2 separate regions of the Mus musculus genome follow, and region 2 is linked to region 1. A link is a contact called in public HiChIP or PLAC-seq data. All regions are on one chromosome and are shown on one strand. Each heading gives the region's core, a stretch centred on a gene start, on an enhancer-like site or on the middle of the called end of the contact. The rest is flanking DNA. Distances are from core to core; before and after follow the strand shown.

Region 1 (4,813 bases), core at 110-2,609:
CCACAAATATCTGTGTAGAGAGTCCCAACGTGGTGTGACAACTTCATAGATGAAACGAATCCCTTTATTCCAACAGATACCCTAAGGAAGCTTTCTCCCAAAAGGGGTCTGCTGACTTTTCAGGAATATTTCTAGTTACACGGTAGATTTTTTTTTATATTCACATTTTTTTCACATTAACGTTTAATCACCCCTTTAGGAATTCACTTTGTATCTAAAGACCACCTTTAATGTCTGGTCTTTCTGCCTCCACTTTGTTGCGTGCCCTAATTACAAGGAATGTGCTACCTAGCATACCTCCTTTCTGTGGTACTAGGAATCTAACCCAGGGCTCGGCAAGCTGGCCAAGCATCTAAATATCTACCCAGCCTCTTAACCACTGTGGTGGGTCTGTTTCATTCAAGTCTAGTCATGTTGCACAGCTAGGCTTGCTGACTGCCCTGGTGCATCGGTTTGTTCTTTGTGTCTGCTGCTATCACACGATTCTTCACTGCAGGAGAACTTTGAAATGACCACCACATAAATCTCTGGTCTTCCTCAGTGTGGCAGCTATGAAGCCACTTTGTCAGTGTGTGGAAGGAACAGTGCTAGAGAGTGGCAGTAAGCACCGTGACTCAGGGTCACAGCGGAGCAGTCCTGCTTCCTTCACGTGCACTGAAGGGTCTCCCTCCGGTTGCTCCAGGCAGAGCAGGAATGCTCAGGAATACTGATGTCTTTACAGAGGGCTGTCTACAACCACTTCCTTCTTTCATTTGCTGTGTGGGAAGATTGTTTTATCTCCACTGCCATCTCTTCTAGGAAGTTCTTTAAAGACCTCTTACAGAGATGTGTGAAGCTCCTGGTTTGCCACTGGTTGGCAATAGTAGCAGAGGCTAGAAGTACCATTATGCAAAGTTGTATCTCTGTTAAAGTTGTATTGACTTGAATTATTCTTCTCCTTATTACTTTGTGTGGATGAGAGTTTTGCCTGTATGTATGCCTGAGCACCATGGGTAGTCCTGTCGCCCATAGAGGCCAGAAAAAAAGGATGGACCCTTGGAACTGGAGTTACAGATAGCTAGGAGCCACCATTCAGGTACTGGGAGGTAAACTTGGGTCCTCTGCAAGAGCGGCTGAGCAATCTCTCCAGCTTGAAATAGTTTCAGGAACCATAACAGTATTTTGATTTAACAATTGTGATCATGTGATCGTTTCAATCTGAATAACCCACTCAGATAAAAGGGACACTGAGCATAGCTCACACATAGGATTCTGTCAGGGGTGGGAGGTAAGTGAGGCCCTGACACGGAGGCAGAGACTGGTGAGTTAGAGCCAGAAAAGGCTGGCCTCAAACCTTATCTATCACCAAAGCTGGCCTTGAAATCCTGCCTAGTCGTCCTGCTCCCCCCTCCTCCCACGTGCCATGCCGGGATTGGAAGCTGTGTGCACCGCTGTGCCTGGTGGCAGATGATGATTCTTCAGCTCCTCTCCCAGATTCCATGTTTCCAAGGAAGGGGCCTCAGGTGGGGATTGAGACGCGTCTGTCTGTTGGCTGGATCTGGACAGCGTGTAAAGAAGGCCTGATGGCGGAGGTCTGATGTTTCCTCCGCTCCCGTTACCTTGGCACCCTTAGGTATGATGAGGTGCCTTGCTTATACAGAGCATGGGTCTGAATGTGTTGGACATGTAATTAGTACAAAGAAAAGCTTCACAGGGCTGTCTATGGATTCAGCCAAATAAAGGGAGGTGGTGTGGCTGCCCAGGGAAATTAAGGAAGGTCACTGTCACCAATCCTTTACCCAAGTGGCAGCCTCTTACTAATCACCCACTGTGAGGTTCATTATCCGGCCCACCTTGCTGAAGGGCAGGTACAGCCTGTCACATCAATAAGTCTCACGGCATTAGAAAGCCCATTGGTAGCAGCCTTGAAAGGCATAGACCAACTGTGAGACCTGGGCAGCTTAAATTGGTTTTAAAATTGAGTTTATTCCTGAAGTACAGGAGATGAAAATAGAGAGGGAGGAAGAAAAGCAAAACAACAAACTTATGCATATTGTACATAGGCGGATGCAGGCAGAAAGCTGTTCCTTTTCAAACAGACAGTTTCTCAGAAAGTGTAGGGGCTGGCTTCCACCCTTAGAAGCCCCGTTTCTAAGCAAGTCATATTAAATGGTACTTCCCTAGGTGAAAATCAAGTTATCTCAGATAGAAAGTCACTTAAAGTACCAAGTGGAAGGACAACAACTCAGCGACAGTTTGGCTTTGTGCTGGTTGCTGCTTGTTTGGCTCTTGGTTTTGGTTTGGTTGGTGTTTGTTTGTTTGTTTGTTTGTTTGTTTGTTTTTTAATCCTTTTTTTAAAAAAGATTTTTATTTATTTGGTTTGTAAATATACTGTCACTGTCTTCAGATACACCAGAAAAGGGCATCAAATTCTATTATAGATGGTTGTGAGCCGGTTGCTGGGAATTGAACTCAGGACCTCTGGAAGAGCAGTCAATGCTCTTAACCTCTGAGCCATCTCTCCAGCCCCTTGTTTGTTTGTTTGTTTTGTTTTGTTTTGTCTTGTTTTTCGAGACAGGGTTTCTCTGTATAGCCCAGGCTGTCCTGGAACTTACTTTGTAGACCAGGCTGGCCTCGAACTCAGAAATCCACCTGCCTCTGCCTCCCAAGTGCTGGGATTAAAGATGCGTGCCATCACTGCCTGGCTTGGGTTTGATTGTTTTTTGTTGTTGTTTTGTTTGTTTGTTTTGTGCATGTGGGTTACATATATATATATATATATATATATATATACACACATGTGTGTGTGTGTTCGTGTGTGTGTGTGTGTGTGTGGTTTTTCCTCTCTGTTCCTTTCTTTCCTTTTTCAGCCATTTTGAGCTCTATAGTACTCTGAAAAAGAACAAGTTCTTCCCTCTGAAGGAAACTCTGAGGAACTGCTTTGGTCTGAGACTCCCTGCTTCAGAGCCTCTTTGGTACCAGACAGGAAATCTGTGCCTGCCTGGGCTGACTCTTGCCCACTTTCTTCTGTGTGGAGAGTACAGAAGTACTTGCTGTACCAGGCTAGGACTAAACAAACTCCAAAACTGTATCAGCCCCAGAAGCACAGTGCGCGTGTGGCTGGTTTTGGATAGTTCTCTCTGGAGATGAGAGAGGACTCAATAGATGGCCAACACTGGCTTTAACTGCTGTGCTCCTTCTGCATCCCCCTCCCACGTGCTGTGAGTGCAGACGTGTGCCATCATGCCCAGCTTAAGCCTCCCCCACTTCATTGCCATAATACCAGTGAGGCAGAGGCAAGAGTCAGGAGTTCTGCTGGGTCGTGGTGGCGGTGGCGGCGGTGCACGCCTTTAATCCCAGCACTCAGTAGGCAGAGGAAGGCGGATTTCTGAGTTTGAGACCACCCTGGTCTACAGAGTGAGTTCCAGGACAGCCAAGGCTACACAGAGAAACCCTGTCTCGAAAAAAACAAACAACAAGGCCAAGCCTATCTACAAAGTGAGTTCCAGGACAGCCAGGGCTATACAGAGAAACCCTGTCTCAAAAAAAAAAAAAAAAAAAAAAAAAGAGTCAGGAGTTCTGAGTCACCCTTTGCTACATAACAAGTTCAAGGACATCCTGCATACATCTTTACCTATTCCTAACTGCAAACGTTTTCAACTTTTATTTTCTCCTATAATTTTCTTAAATTACATTTGTTTAGCCTGACAGTGGTGGTGCATGCCTTTAATCCCAGTGTAGCTGGTCTTTGCTACTTCGTGGGTTCTTTTTGTTTGTTTGTTTTTGTTTTTTCGAGACAGGGTTTCTCTGTATAGTTCTGGCTGTCCTGGAACTCACTCTGTAGACCAGGCTGGCCTCGAACTCAGAAATCCGCCTGCCTCTGCCTCCCAAGTGCTGGGATTAAAGGCGTGTGCCACCACGCCCCGCTGTGGGTTTTTTTTTTTTTTTTTTATCTTTTCCCCAACCCCTGTTTCACCTGCCTCTCACTAGTAGGAGAGAAAGAAGGATGGGGGGTGGGGGTGGGGGAGAGAGAGATTCCTGAATCTAATTTTTTCTTCTTTGCTACTTTGTGGATTCTTTTTCTCACCCCAGCCCAGCCCCCCCCCCCACACACACACACACCATTTCTCCTCCTATTACTAGATAGAGAAAGAAGGATACAGGAGAGAAAGGGAGAAGTCTGGTTGTACTTTCTTTCTTCTTATTTCTTCTTTGCTTATAGCTGGGTTTTGCTACTTTGTGGATTCTTCTTTTTGCAACCCTTTATTCCCCTGGTTCCATTCTCTCTCAGGAGATAGGGAAGAAAGAAGGAGAGGGGGGAGGATTGGAGAGAGGGAAGGGAGGGAGGAAGAAAGAGGAGAGAAGCCAGGAGGGAGGAAGAAAGAGGAGAGAAGCCAGGCATGGTGGCGCACGCCTTTAATCCCAGCACTTGGGAGGCAGAGGCAGGTGAACTTCTGAGTTTGAGGCCAGCCTGGTCTACAGAGTGAATTCCATACACCCTGACAAGTTCCCAGAGTTTCAAATGTCACACAATCGCAGAAACTAACTGCAGCTGGCAAAACCATGCCTCTGCTAGAGCACATAGGTAAAGCGTAGTCAGCTGCTGTCGACAGTCTGAAGCAGCCCCACATCCCACACCTGGGATTAAAGTGAAACACATTCTTAAACCGTTTCTGTGGATCTTTCTAAGAAACCAAAATCCCAGAATTATCACCACATTTCCTTCATGTTAAGGCATTAGTTATGCTGTGTGTAGTGGCAAATATAAACATATTTTCAATGAACTTTTCAGGACAGTGGGCAAGGTTTACAGGAGACCTCTCCTGCTCAGTTC
Region 2 (5,054 bases), core at 1,781-4,280, 67 kb before region 1:
TGTTGGTCCTGTTGATTTCTTTCTTTTGTCTGCAAACAAGATCTTCAGGGGGTTTCCCCTGGTCAAATCTGATTTTTATTAATTTTGAAGGACTTCATAGCTTTTCTTCTCCCGTGGAAACAAATACACCACCTCCTCCCCAACTGTAACACATTTCCTTCCTTCAATTCTGACGTGAGGACATCCTTACTATAAACAGGCTGACTTAGTTCAGCAGTTTTTTTCTGTAATCCATTGTCTCTCGGGGGGTCTTTGTCATCCCTTTTTGTTTGCTTAGCGTGACTTTTAAAGAACAATTCGGTCTTTCTACAACTGCTTGTCTTGTAGGGTTATGTGCTATACCTGTAATTGCTTAATTTTCCAGAGACATATGTTGGAGCATTCTCAATCTTAGTTTGTACAGGTATCCCCATAATTGCTGTAACTTCTAATAAGTGCCTAATTACAGAGTCAGCCTTCTCAGAGCTTAAAGCAATTGCCCATTGAAATCCTGAATATGTGTCTATGGTATGGTACATTTTTTTTCAAACTGCAAAATGAAACATATATAATCTGTTGTATGATGTTGCTCTCAGGAAGCTTCAAACATAATCTGTACTCTTACCTCGGCATGTTGCATTTCGGTGGGTTGCTGATCTTATTCCTCAAGCCTTGTGGGACGTTCTCTTTCGGTACTACCGTTTCTGCTGTTGCTGTGGGTTCCAGATTGGAGTCTTCTGAAGATGCGTTATTCTGATTTAAAGACCCCTCTAACCTCTGTTCTATGACCTGTAACCCAGCGTTCCATTTTTCAGTCCTCTCCTTATCTAAGTCTGCTTTATTCTGATCTCCCTTAAAGGGGATATGTAAAATTGTAATCATTACTAAATGTATAATTATTTTTATGCTGACAGTTGAAACTATATGGGGTCCAAATGCTTTCTTCTATAGTGTTTTCTATATTTTTTAAAGATTTATTTACTTATTATATGTGAGTACACCGTAGCTGTCTTCAGACACACCATAAGAGGGCATCAGATCTCATCACAGATGGTTGTGAGCCACCATGTGGTTGCTGGGAATTGAACTCAGGACCTCTGGAAGAGCAGTCAGTTCTTTAACTCGCTGAGCCATCTCTAGCCAGTGTTTTCTAATTTTTAACATGGAAAATAATTTCTCCTTTAATCTCTCCAGCTCTCTCCTTCCTACAGATACTTTGTTATTTTCCCTTTTCTCTCCTTTCTTTGGAGACTTGACTTTTTATGTTCATTCATTCATTTCTCTCTTATCGTTCTCTAAACTTAGAATCTTTTTGTGTGTTTAATTTTCTCTAAGCTCTTTCTTCTAGGTAATTTTTTAAAATATTATTTAACTCTCTTATTTTATTTTACTATTTTCAAACTAATTCTGTCTATGAATTTTCATACCCAGTTTCTTTCATTCCTAAGCATTAAAACATAATTTCAAACTTTTTATTTTTACCTGATCAGAAGTTTGGCTGTGCTTGGATTTCTTCCTGTCTATTTTTTTTCTGGCTGCTTCTTCTCGTTGCTATAACCAGCCATGCCTCTACCCTTTTGCTCACAGGGAAATTGCGGTCCAGCCCTCTGCATGACTCTAGCCTTAGACTAGCATGTCTCCCATGGTTTGTTAGGGTCTATGTGCCCCCTGGGCTGGGCTGCTAGGTCTAGCAGGCTTTCCTTGATGGCTTTTGGCCTGGAGCCATTTTTGACCTCTGTCACCTACCCACTCTGGGACAGCTGCAGTATTTCGCTGCCTTTTTGGCATCCGGCCATTGCAGGCTAATCCCACCTGCTAGTCTATCTTGGACCCAGGCTGCTCATTCCCTCTGCCATACCTGGACAGTGCACTAAAGCTCCAGCCAGAGAGATGATGAGTTATCTCCCCAGTTACAGGAGCTGTGCTGGGAAGTGTACTGAGGCTCTGATAGAGGAGCTGGCTTTTCTAGTCAGCAAGGGCTTTTTTTTTTTTTTTTAAAGACCCCCTGTCCACAGTGCCTCTCTGTGTGTTTAATTTTCTCTAAGCTTTTTCCTCTAGGTAATTTTTAAAATATATTATTTAACTCTCTTTTTATTTTATTTTACTATTTTCAAACGAATTCTATGTATTTTCATACCCAGTTTCGCATTACGTGGCTAGAAAACCCTCTTCCACTCTGAAATTTCTAGCCACATATTCAGTGCGCCATTTGTAACCATGCTCCTTTCTCCCAGTACCCCAGTTCCCAAATAACCTCTCTGAGACTTAGTTATTTATGCATACATGCCTAGGCCGTGAGCTTGGACTTGTTCCCCGAGTCACCTGGAACTCATATAACTTATTTATTCTATTCTATGTGTGTCACACGACTGGTTACCTCTCCTCAGTTTCATATGCCTGTCACCTCAGAGTCTGGTGGCCAATCTTCCCGCCTCTCACTAACTCACAGAGTTCCTGTCTCTCTACCAGAACTCCCATCTCTTATTTCTTGCCTTTTGCTAATAGGCCATCGGCTTTTTATTGACAGGTGATGCTTCTGCATAATACCTAAGAGAGTCTTTCTATAACCAAAATATCAAAGTGATATTATATACAACAAGCTACAGCATTTTTTGTTGAGAGATGAACAATGATTTCTCACTCATTGGACCAAAGGTCTTTGGTTGTTCATTTGTTTTCGAGACAGTGTTTCTCTCTATAGCCCTGGCTATTTTAGAACTTGCTTCATAGACCAGGCAAACCATGAAGTCAGAGATATGCCTGTCTATGCCTCCGGAGCTGGAACTAAAGGCATGAGCCACCACCCCTGGCTGGGACCAGACCTTTAACTTACTTAAGCCCCTGTATAATATGGTTGTTTTCGAAAACCTTTTAGAACAGGGATCAGAAGTGCTGGGCTTTCAGTAAGGAAGAGGCTTGTGTTTACTCCTCCCCATCCCTGCCTTTTTGAAAACTGTTTAACAGTGAGAAGTGTGATCATTTACAGGGTTAAACTAAGGAAGAGTAGAAAGGCGCAGTGTGCTGCTTGTGTCTCCTCAGGGGCTTCAGCGTGCAGTTCACGACAGCACGTGCTTACAACCACGGGACTAACAGTGCTGTCTATTCAGTCACTCCTTGACTTTTATGGTTATCTTAATTATTCTCTCCATGTACTGGTATTTTTGTGACTATCCTAGGAATAGCTTGGCTGGTCATGTGCCCAGTTGGCATCCAGCAGGCAAGTTGATCAAGGGCAGTTTTCTAAAAATGAATGTGTATGGAGAGAGTGAACTAGGGGCAGCCAGCACAATCTCTGTCCTGTTGGTGTGCTGGCATCAAGAGCCTGGCCGCACGGTTTTGCTTGTCCTTGAAACTGCCCCAGACAGAGGTCACTCTTTCCTTTGGCCTGTTATGTAAGTTCTGGGCAAAGGTCTGTGCCTTAATTGCATAGGAATAAACTTGGTTATTAATTGTTTATGCCCAGTTCTCATTTGTGTTGGTTCTCATTTTGCATGAAGGTCACTCTGGGTTCTTATAAAATCCATTATTCAATCATATTCTGTGTATAGGACATAATTTTGAGAGCCAACTCTTAGGAAATTAAAAACAATTTCACTTGGTAATTATATGTTTTGAAAAAGAGGAGTTGTTCCATAAAGTATTTTCTGGGTGAGCATGAGAATCCAAGTTGCTTATGTACAAAGCCGGATGCCAAGGTGCAGATTCACAACCTGATCACTTAGAAGGCAAAGACAGGACGGTCCCGGAGGTCCCTGACCACCAGGCCTTGTCTAATCAACAGGCTCCCGATCCTAGTGAGAGACCAGGCCTCAAAAGACTGAAGTAGGCAACTCCTAAGGATAGATACCTGTTTCATTCAGGGTTTCTATTCCTGCACAAACATCATGACCAAGAAGCAAGTTGGGGAGGAAAGGGTTTATTCAGCTTACACTTCCATACTGCTGTTCATCACTGAACCAAGTCAGGACTGGAACTCAAGCAGGTCAGGGAGCAGGAGCTGATGCAGAGGCCATGGAGGGATGTTTCTTACTGGGTTACTTCCCCTGACTTGCTCAGCTTGCTTTCTTATAGAACCCAAGACTACCAGCCCAGAGATGGTCCCACCCACAAGGGGCCTTTCCCCCTTGATCACTAATTGAGAAAATGCCTTATAGCTGGATATCATGGAGGCATCTTCCCAACTGAAGCTCCTTTCTCTGTGACAACTCCAGCCTGTGCCAAGTTGACACAAAACTAGCCAGTACAGGGAGGAAGGTTTATTTTAGGGATAGAGGACATGATGGCAAAGAAGGCTCAGTGGCAGGCCAGTGAGGTAGCTAGTCTCAGTGTGTGTCTGCAGGAAGGGGGGGGGAGTACTGTTGCTCCTTTTACTTCAGTCCAGGATCCAGGCTCCCACCCCTAATGCTGCCACCCACATTGAGTATGTCTTCCCTCTTTAGCTATACCTTTCTGGAAACACCTTATAAGACATATAGAGAGGTGTGTTTCCATGGTGATTCTAAAGCCAGTGAAATTGGCTCACCGTTAGTGGGTGGAAATGGGTGTGCATTTTTCTTTTCTAAAATATGAGAAATTGGATTAAATGACCTCTTGAGAGCCTAAATTCTGGAATTTTATTCTCAGCCTTAGTATGAGGGAAGTTGTAAATCTGAAAGTCTGAAGGGGGAAGAGGCTATGTGTGTGGTGCTGTCTGCACAGAGGATGTGATACGTGAAGTCAGTGAGGTGACGAAGGTGAAGGCAGCACTTACAGATGTTAGGACCTTCCCATGAGACACCATCGCTAAGGCAACTAAAAAAAGACAACATTTAAATGGGGCTGGCTTATAGATTTAGAGGTCAGCCCACTGGCATCAAAGCGAGAACATGGCAGACATAGGGCTGGAGGAACTGAGAGTTCTACATCTTCGTCCAAAAGCAGATAGGAGAACACTGACCTCCATGCAGCTAGGACATCCATATCCAAAGCCCACATTCACAGTCACTCACTCACTCACTCACTCACTCACTCACTCACTCACTCACTCACTTCCTCCAGTAAGGCCATACCTACTCCAACAAGGCCACATCTCCTAG

Evidence for each region. HiChIP or PLAC-seq counts read pairs in DNA pulled down with a chosen protein or histone mark.
Region 2: a contact with region 1 is called in an H3K27ac HiChIP or PLAC-seq map of heart atrium, with 4 times the contacts expected there. The contact joins two enhancer-like sites. A contact is called at or near these places in 12 of 484 Hi-C or Micro-C datasets (the G1E-ER4 cell line, the HPC-7 cell line, the N1E-115 cell line and 6 more), 2 of 115 datasets of contacts at active chromatin or transcription factors (embryonic stem cells and heart atrium) and 1 of 9 other capture datasets (embryonic stem cells).

Annotation. Positions count from the first base shown.
Region 1 is chr19:45,832,262-45,837,074 of GRCm38.p6, reverse strand. The region is part of intron 24 of Armh3 (armadillo-like helical domain containing 3); the gene reads left to right. Among named protein-coding and RNA genes, the nearest start is that of Kcnip2, 19 kb to the right of the region's middle. Within about 2 kb of position 1,359, at least 18 of the 459 cell types and tissues checked have an H3K27ac peak or open chromatin away from gene starts, as enhancers often do. A contact at or near this core is called in heart atrium, where this site is marked.
Region 2 is chr19:45,900,742-45,905,795 of GRCm38.p6, reverse strand. All of the region lies in intron 20 of Armh3 (armadillo-like helical domain containing 3), which reads left to right. Among named protein-coding and RNA genes, the nearest start is that of Kcnip2, 87 kb to the right of the region's middle. Within about 2 kb of position 3,030, at least 19 of the 459 cell types and tissues checked have an H3K27ac peak or open chromatin away from gene starts, as enhancers often do. A contact at or near this core is called in heart atrium, where this site is marked.